2 separate regions of the Dromaius novaehollandiae genome follow, and region 2 is linked to region 1. The links are chromatin contacts, called in public Hi-C maps. All regions are on one chromosome and are shown on one strand. The core of a region is the stretch at or near the end of the contact, and the rest is flanking DNA. Distances in the headings are between cores, read along the strand shown. Region 1 has its middle 240 kb from the start of EVA1A. Region 2 holds the start of MRPL19 (mitochondrial ribosomal protein L19).

The links. Hi-C and Micro-C count contacts between places; a contact is called where the count stands out from the background.
Region 2: a Hi-C map of liver shows a contact between it and region 1, with 15 times the contacts expected there. The contact joins the promoter of MRPL19 here to the enhancer-like site in region 1. A contact is called at or near these places in 2 of 4 Hi-C or Micro-C datasets (brain and liver).

The regions. Positions count from the first base shown.
Region 1 is chr3:8,073,460-8,077,624 of bDroNov1.hap1, forward strand. No RefSeq gene overlaps it. Among named protein-coding and RNA genes, the nearest start is that of EVA1A, 240 kb to the right of the region's middle. Within about 2 kb of position 2,027, at least 2 of the 2 cell types and tissues checked have open chromatin away from gene starts, as enhancers often do.
Region 2 is chr3:8,324,089-8,328,253 of bDroNov1.hap1, forward strand. MRPL19 (mitochondrial ribosomal protein L19) reads left to right here and starts at 2,234. Exons shown (of 6, transcript XM_026092327.2): 1 at 2,234-2,388; 2 at 2,558-2,669; 3 at 3,817-3,935. The coding sequence starts at 2,298.

The DNA.
Region 1 (4,165 bases), core at 777-3,276:
TCCATTGTGAACGACCGACTTTCTCAAATTGGTAAGGTAGTTAAAAAGCCCAGGATGGACTAGAAGACACACACATTTAACTAGAGATCTCACACTTTTAATCTTACCCACTTTTCAGGGAATTTGTTTATTGTCATGCTACTGAAATAAACAAACTAATACCACAGACACAATTTAACAATTAAAAACATGGACTTTATTCTTTATAAGCTAGGAAATGGTTTCTCACACATTGTGTCAAAGTTGCAGCTTTCGCAGTCTGGTAACTTGCTGAAAATTGCTGTTAGCTCTTAATAAGACCTGGGGGAACAGAGTAATTTGCTGTGTTGATTAACATGCGTTAAGCAGAGAGACAATAATTCTCTTGTAACAGAGGCTGTGATTTACCAGATAAGAGCATGATCAACGAGGGACGCGGGTCTGCTTCGATGCACACATCCACTTTATGTCCTCATCTTTCATGGCCACTTTGGATGCTCAATACCTTTCAGTTTCACACCACATTTATTTAGATGCTGCACATGTGTGTCAGTGCCTGCTGTTAAGCACTGGATTTTGATATTCTCCACTCTCCCTGGTATCGCTTTCCCGCAGCAGTGGTTTCCGCGCTATGGATCTCTGGGTGTCCAGGACTGCTTCTTGGGGGTGTTGCCATGATTTATCTCCCCTGTGCTCCTGATAGTCCGCATTAACACATCTTAGAGCGTTTTTTTTCCTGGAGTGGCCACTATTTTGCGTGCTGGTCAGGAGCCACCTATTACACAGGGCACGCACACAGCTCAGTCCACATAAGTTAACTTTTGGGGTTTTGCTAATAGAAACCATTCACAGTAAAGCTGTCAGGGTGCTGTTTCCTGGCCAGGCTTAGATTTACAGAGGCAAGAAGGGGAATATGAGTGTCGCCTTCCTCCCTTCTCCCCTCTCAGGGCCCAGGTGCCCGTCCCGTGCCATGGGGTCTCCTGTGCCGTCCTGGCCCCATCAAGGACAAGTGGAGCCTCCCAAGCAACCCACCAGCATGGGGTCTAGCAGGAGGAGGTGCTGCTTTTCCCATTACAGAGCCAGGGAACCAACTCCCGAGCATTTCCCTGAGCCAAGCTCAAGGATTTTCCATATGGAGCTGCCTGCCAGGGCCACGCTGGAGGTGGGTGGCAAACACGGCAACACCTGCAAACCCGCCACATTTTGCAAGCCAGCAGGGAAGCAGCCCAGAGGCAGGAGAGCCTCTGAGGCAGCAAGCACTGTTATTGCAGCAGGCACGCATGCATGAAACATGGGAAAGCTCAGGGTTTGCGTAGGCTCTAGCAGGTGCTGGCAGCCCAACACGGGTGGGGAGTGGTGAGAAAATCACCCTCGCCATACCAGAGTTGGCCACAGCTGTGAGTGGAAGCAACCACTGCAGCACACACTCAAAACCACATCAGCAGATGCGCATCCAAAAGTCAGGTACCTTGTGCCATTTTGCTCTTTTTTTTCTGCCTTCCCCTTTCATCCCCACATGCCAGAGGAGGAGACAGAGCGTTGGCTCTCATCCGCCTTTCTAACCCTGAGAGCTGGAGATGGAAACAGATTTCCCTGGCAGCACCTTGTTTCTTTGGCCATCAGCAAGCCACATATCATGCGCTCCCTCTTGTGATGGAAATAAAGAAGAAGAGCTCCATCAGTGAGTTATATTATCTAAAGGGTAACATTTTTCAGTGTTTTTATGGCATACTGGCACTGTTTTGCAACCTTTTACGTACTATGGGAGCATACTAGAGTCCTTCTGGTCTGGTGTGTCCCCACAGCCACCAGCGGGCTGCCTGAGGAGCAGGGTACCTGGTTAGATACGGCTTGCATGTGGTATACATTAGTAAATATGGTGTTCTGGACCCAACTGGAGCCCCCGTGGCTCCTTAATATTGAATTCGTTGTGGCGAGAGCAAAAGACACAGCTGGTTTTGTTCACCGTGCAGTCTTTCCTCTGTAGTAGACTCTTTAACAGATCATGCAGAAATGCTGGGCCCTAAATCTTTCAGGCAACCTGTGGGAATTGCCAAACTCCAGATCCAGACCTTATCACTCAGGCTGCTCACTTCCTATGCGCTACAGTCCATTAACGCCGCTCCCCTCCGGTTCTTCACACGTTCAGCTCAACACCAGTAACGAGCTGCCCAGCGGATTTCATTGCTTTCCCTGGTTACTCCGTCATCTGCTAAATGTCTTACCTAAAAGATTATGCAATTCAAAAGCCAAAAATAACTTCTTTCCCTGTATTCTGTTCTTTGCGGTTTTACAGTTGGCTGATACATAGCAAAGTCTGGGACCTGGGGATGGAGCGCAGTTAAAACTGAATTTAGGCAGCAATTATTCTTTTCCTCTATAAAAGAGCCACACAGGGAGGGACCATATTTTCTCACCTTTGTTTGGCTTGTGTTCGAATTCCAAGGGGGAGAGAGGATGTGTCTGTGCCTCAGCAGTGCCTGGAAAGCAGGTTGATATTTTTTCATTTAAATCACAGTTCATACAACCCTGCGGTGAATGAGCTGCTACCTGAGGGCTCACAGCCTCCATGCAGCCATGTGTTTCTGGCTGCATAGCCAAATGCCTCCTTGCTCCTAAAATATTTGCAAGTGTTCTTAGAGTGAGAAAACGGACTGTTAAGAAAATGACTGCAAGATGTGAACTTCCAGTTCGTAGTGTCCACAGAACTGTCTTTTTCGCAGCTCTCAAATGCTAGCAGAGTTGGAGTTGGTTAATACAGACATGGGCAACCTCCAAGGAAATCTGGAGGCATTCAGTAGGGGAGGCTTCCTCATTCAGAATTGAACTGAAATCTCAGGAGAAGGTGGAGCAGCTGAAAAGACATAATTTTTCCTTAGGAAAATTCTCACAATTTCTTTTTTCTTTTTTTCCAGACCTTTTCAGGCTGAAAATACAATGTTTTAAATTTCATAATGGAATAGAAATTCTCCAAAGTGTTTCCCTTTGAACAGCTTTGAAGCTAATGCTCTCTGATATACTTCACATCAGTAACACAGAAGCATTTCATTTGGGGTTTTGTTTTCTTTACTCTTCACTTTGCTGGCACCCAACCAATCCAAAATCATGCAGGAATACATGGGAAACACTAGCAGGAAAATGGAAGAAAAGCTTCAAAATCAAAAACATCAGTAATAATTCAAAATAAAGATAATACTTAAAAAACTAACTGGATTTCAGGACATTCTCCCAAGCATGATTATACCACTTTTTAATGCTGGTAATCCTTCAGACAGCTTCAGGAGGATTTAATAGGAAATTGCCTTTCTGAAGAACACACATTCATATGACATGTAAGACAGTTCCTCGTAATAAATATCCCTTTGAGAACTCCTGGCACATTTAGCTTATGTAAGGGCATCTGAATTCAGCCATGGGAAAGAGATGGGGCTCCAGTAATGTTTTAGTAATGATTTACTATGAGTTTTTTCAGATTGCTTAGATACTTAGAAACTGGGAACCACACACACACAGACACCCACATGCAGAGATGCCTTCAAACCCTGTAGACAGAAAGAAAACAAAACAAAACAAAACAAAACAAAAGAGAAAAGAACCTTCTATGTAGAGCTTTCTTTTGCATTCCCCAAACTTTTCCATACATGGCTTCATGCATGTTAGCTGCCAGCTAACAAGAAACTAGCATAGCAGCCACAAAACAAAGCAGGAAAAACAAAAACAAAAAACTCAAAATTTTTGCATATCACCTAAAAACGTGAAGCGCAAGAGCTACCAGCTGTGTTTGGAAATCAAAGCTTGCTGTTCCTCTGGCATCCCCAGGCAGGTGGTTCAGTGGACCTGCAATATGATGCATCTTAAATGCCCCTGAGTGTTACAGTTCAGCTTGGGTAATGCCTGGTCGCGCTGTATGATGATGTCAGGCCTGCAGACCCCTTTCCAGCTGCAGTTGCACAGCTGGACAGTCAGAGGACTCGAGACCCTGTCCACCCACAGCCTGTTACCAAATTGTTTAAAAACTGAAAAGGTTGCAGAGCAGATGCTTGGGGTTTTAAGTGACCTTAAGGTGACTAGAAGCAACATGTCACCAAGGTTAACTACACACCATGACAGCACATACATTGATATTGATCTCTGATACATTGAGCTACCCATATATGAACCAGAGCTCAAGCCTTCCCTCAATCGC
Region 2 (4,165 bases), core at 984-3,483, 250 kb after region 1:
ACATCCCAGGTGCAAAGGTGCACTTGCAGAGACAAAGAATCCAGGCCATACTTACAGGATAGACTTGTTTCCCGGAAAGGAAGGGTTTTGAAATGGCTGGAGGTGGGAGCGTGTCCAGCTGAGTAATGGTTGAACCCGAGCTCTCAATGCAATGTTGTGGCCAAAAGGGCTACCTCAGTGCCAGGTATAAACACAGCTGAACACCATGAGCTATCATATCTCCACATTTGGGATGACTGTGAGCCTTACTGAACTGCTGTGTTCAGTTTTGAGATGAACAGTTCAAGAAGGATACTGAAATATTGGAAAAGACTCCAAAGACTGTAACATGAAGGATGACACTTAATGGAAGACCTTGGCTCACCCCCCAGAGACATATCCCTCTGCCTTTTTAACAGTGCTTAGGCATTAACAAGATATCAAAAAAAAAGAAAACCCTCCGGAAGAGGGATTTTTTTTCAGGTGCCGTACTTAGTGTTGGTGGAGAATTTTTTGTATTTTAAGGGTTAGAGTGCCCCCTTTTGTCACATCCCTGCTCTGATTACTGACTCATTTTTGTGTTAGACCAGCAGATCATCAAGAAATGCCATGACTTGTCTTATGCACACCTTAGCTTCTTCTAACCAGGAGGTAAGAATCCAAACAGCTTATCACAAACTAGAAAATAACTCTTGTCAATGTGAGGGCTTAGGCAGGTTACAAAGTCAGCTGCCACCAACAAATAGGGCCAAAGGGAACATCACAGGCAACACGATTGATCCAATTAGTTCATGAGGTGACACATATTTTGAAGCAAATCCCTGTAAAGTTTAAACAACGGGATGTTATTTATAAGTCTGCCCTCTCTGCATTTAAACCTAGCCTCTCTTTTGCCTCTGTAGCCACTACTTGAATCCAGACTGGCACCTGAGGAAGTCTGACTGGAACAGACATTAAAAGTAGCTCAGTAACACCAATGTATACAATCATTTCTAAACTAATCATGGTGTGATTGCTTGGGCTGTAGGTTACTTAAACTATGGTTACAGCTAACAGTGGTCCAGGAAAATGTAATAGCTGCTCCTTTATATCAGGAAAACACACGGGAGGCAGCATCCTGCTTCTCCAAGCAGTGTAGTTCTGGAAACAGCAGAGTTAGTTCAGGCAGCAGGGCCAGAATTAAGGAACTGTGGTAGAGCCCACCTGGTTTCCACAAGGAGCTTGTATGAGTACGTCCACGCTGTCTTCTCACTGCCACCGATGAGAGCAAAGTCACACTAGAGGCTCCCACTTTGCTTTTTAGCCCCCGCCATGCCGGATGCAGATGGGTCCCACGCAAGGTGCTGCGTTTCCACACACTTACCAGGGCCTGGGGGGCCAGCAGGGTTTGGGGCTCCGCTTGCAGGCTCTGGCCCAGGCCGGGCATGGTGAGGGCCTGACGGGTGCAGGACAACCCGTGCCGAACCGCTGGGCCTGAGGGATCGGAGGCAGGGGCGCAGCGCCGCTCTGCAGGGTCAGGGAGGCCCTGTCCGCTGGTGCCCCGCAGGCCATGGCACCTGCTCCCTTTCCCCCACCTTTGCCTTGGAGCTGGGGTGCTCAGTCCCCATCCTCTCGCTTCCCTCTCCCCCACCCCAAATCTGCTTGCGGCGGTGACATGAGCCGCTTTGCTTTCTGCTCCCTTGGAGGGATGCCTGTCTCCTCAACACCATGGCTCAGCCGCCCACGCTCACCACAGCCACCAGGGCCAATTCCTGCAATGGGGCAGGGGCTGATCCCCATGGTGGGGCAGGGGATGATGCCTGTGGTGAAGTAGGGATCAATCCCAATGGCAGAGCAGGGGATGATCCCCATGGGCGGGAAGAGGCCGATCCCCATGGCAGGGCAGGGGATCGATCCCCATGGCGGGGCAGGGGATGATCCCCATGGCGGGGCAGGGATCCATCCCCATGGCAGGGCAGGGGCAGGGATCAATCCCAATGGAGGAGCAGGGGATGATCCCCATGGCAGGCAGACAGGTGATGCGAGCGAGCAAGGGGCCCACATAGGCCGGGGCACCACAGTGACTGAGCCCGGCCTGCCCCAGCACCCAGGCAGGCATGAAGCTCCCCTCCCCGTCCCCAGGCACACGCTGGGCTGCCCCATGCGGTGGTTTGGGTGTCGAGAAGCCCGTTGGGAAGAGGCGGGAGCTCGGCCGGGCCCCAAGCCCAGCGCCTCCCCGCCCAAGCGCCCACTCCGCCCTTGGGAGTATTTTGGCCCCTTGCGCTCGCCGTAGAGCCCGGCGCGCCTGTGCCGCCAGGCCGGAAGTGGCCGCAGTCGCCATGGCAGCGGCCTGCGGGAGGCTGTGGGAGCGGCCTGCGGCTGCCTTGGCGGGCCTCGCCGTCGCCGTCGCCCGGCCCGCGGCGCCCGGCAGTAAGGACAGCCCGGCCCGGCCCGGCCCGGCCCGTACCCCCTGCCCTGGCCCGGCTCTGCTTTGCAGGGCCCTGGTGCAGGTCTTGACCTGCACCCCTCTTGGGGGGAAGGGATCAGTTCTGCCTGAAAACAGGTTTTTCAGGTTTTTTTATCTTTTTTATCTTTGCAGGGTGTTTTTCTTTCTCGGGGTACCGAAGTAGCAGCGATGGAGAGCCAGCGAAATTCAAGCCGCCTCCAAAGCCTGTCATTATTGACAAGCAGAAGCAGACGGTGGAGAGGAGGTAGGATGTCACGGGGCGAATCACAGCGGGCGATTAAGTTCAGCTCTGCTCTTGGGTCATTGGTGGCGTGAGCACCTCCTGAATGCCCCGAGGCATTACCGCATGAAAATATTTCCTGAGTTCTAGCAGCAACAATTTGTGTTGACGCATGCTTAAAATACCCCAAAACACTGTGGCCTGCAGTTCCCAAAAGTAGCGAAACAGGAAAAAATATTTGCAAGTTTGGTATTAATATTCAGGTTTTCATCTATTAAAGATGTGCCTTTCTAGTATGCCACAAGCTGTTGGGGGCATCAGTCCGGTATCTGCCTTTGCCTCTGGCCCTGAGGTCATCTGTGCACCTGTTGCTGTATGAAATGGAGGCAATATTTACCAGTAATAACCTTTCTGAGACTTCTCTCGTCCTGAGGATTTTGTTTTCACTTGTTTGTGTTGCTTTAGAGCACACACTAGTTAAAACTGCAGTGCTATCTCAGGAAGGAGACTGATGATACAGTATTGTGTATTTCTGCAAATCATGTAGCATGTAAGCAGCCAAAAAATGGAAAGAACATTAAAAATCAGAACTGTGAAATCTTCCACTGTCTCCTTCCTTTTGCATTCATTTCTGATCTGTTAATGGAAATAACTTTAAGAAGTGAAGAGTCTCTGTGGCTCTCCTAAGACATGCAGTGTGGGAAGCAGTGGCTAGGCAGAATAGGGAACTACATTTAAGTAACATATTTTACTCTCCTGAGCCTGTGCAACTTTGCATGAAGATCAAGAGTAGCCCTCATGTTGTTTACAGTCTGTGCAGCTGCCTGGAGGCAGCAGCACTGACCAGGGCCTCTGTGTTGCCACATGCATTGCTTTGTGCTTCCCCCACAACCCCCTCAGGTTTGTAAGGCAGGCTTGCGTTAGTACTTCTTTTCTCAGCTCCTCTGAGGTCAACGTTCATTGCTAGCTTAAAAAAAAGTCTGGAAAAATCCCTTGTGGATAATAAAAAATCAGTAACTGCATGAACTGCAGTTCATAACTCTGACATGGTAACAGGTACAGACGGTTAACATAGATAATTTTTGACTTGTAAGCCAAATACTTGCACTTCTCTAGTAGTTTTTATGCAAATGCTTTTTATACTTAAAAAAAATTCTTGATTTTCTTACAGGTTCTTGAGCCCTGAATTTATACCTCCTAGAGGGAGAACAAACCCTCTTAAGTTCTATATAGAAAGAAAGGATATGATACAGAGACGAAAAGTCTTCAACATCCCAGAGTTCTACGTTGGTCAGTAACAGCACTAGGACCTTCGTAATTCTGTCGATACTGTTCACTGGGTGGGGTAGTAAAAAGTGTGGTCTGATGCTGTAGAATATCTAGTATCAGCTGTTAGATCAGCTAGGATATGTGTTTCTGTACATACTGGTTCATATTTTAATTTCATATTTACATCCAGCTTTTATAAGAAATGCATTAACTTTCTATTATAATGTGTGTGTTATATCCTGGCGCTTTAG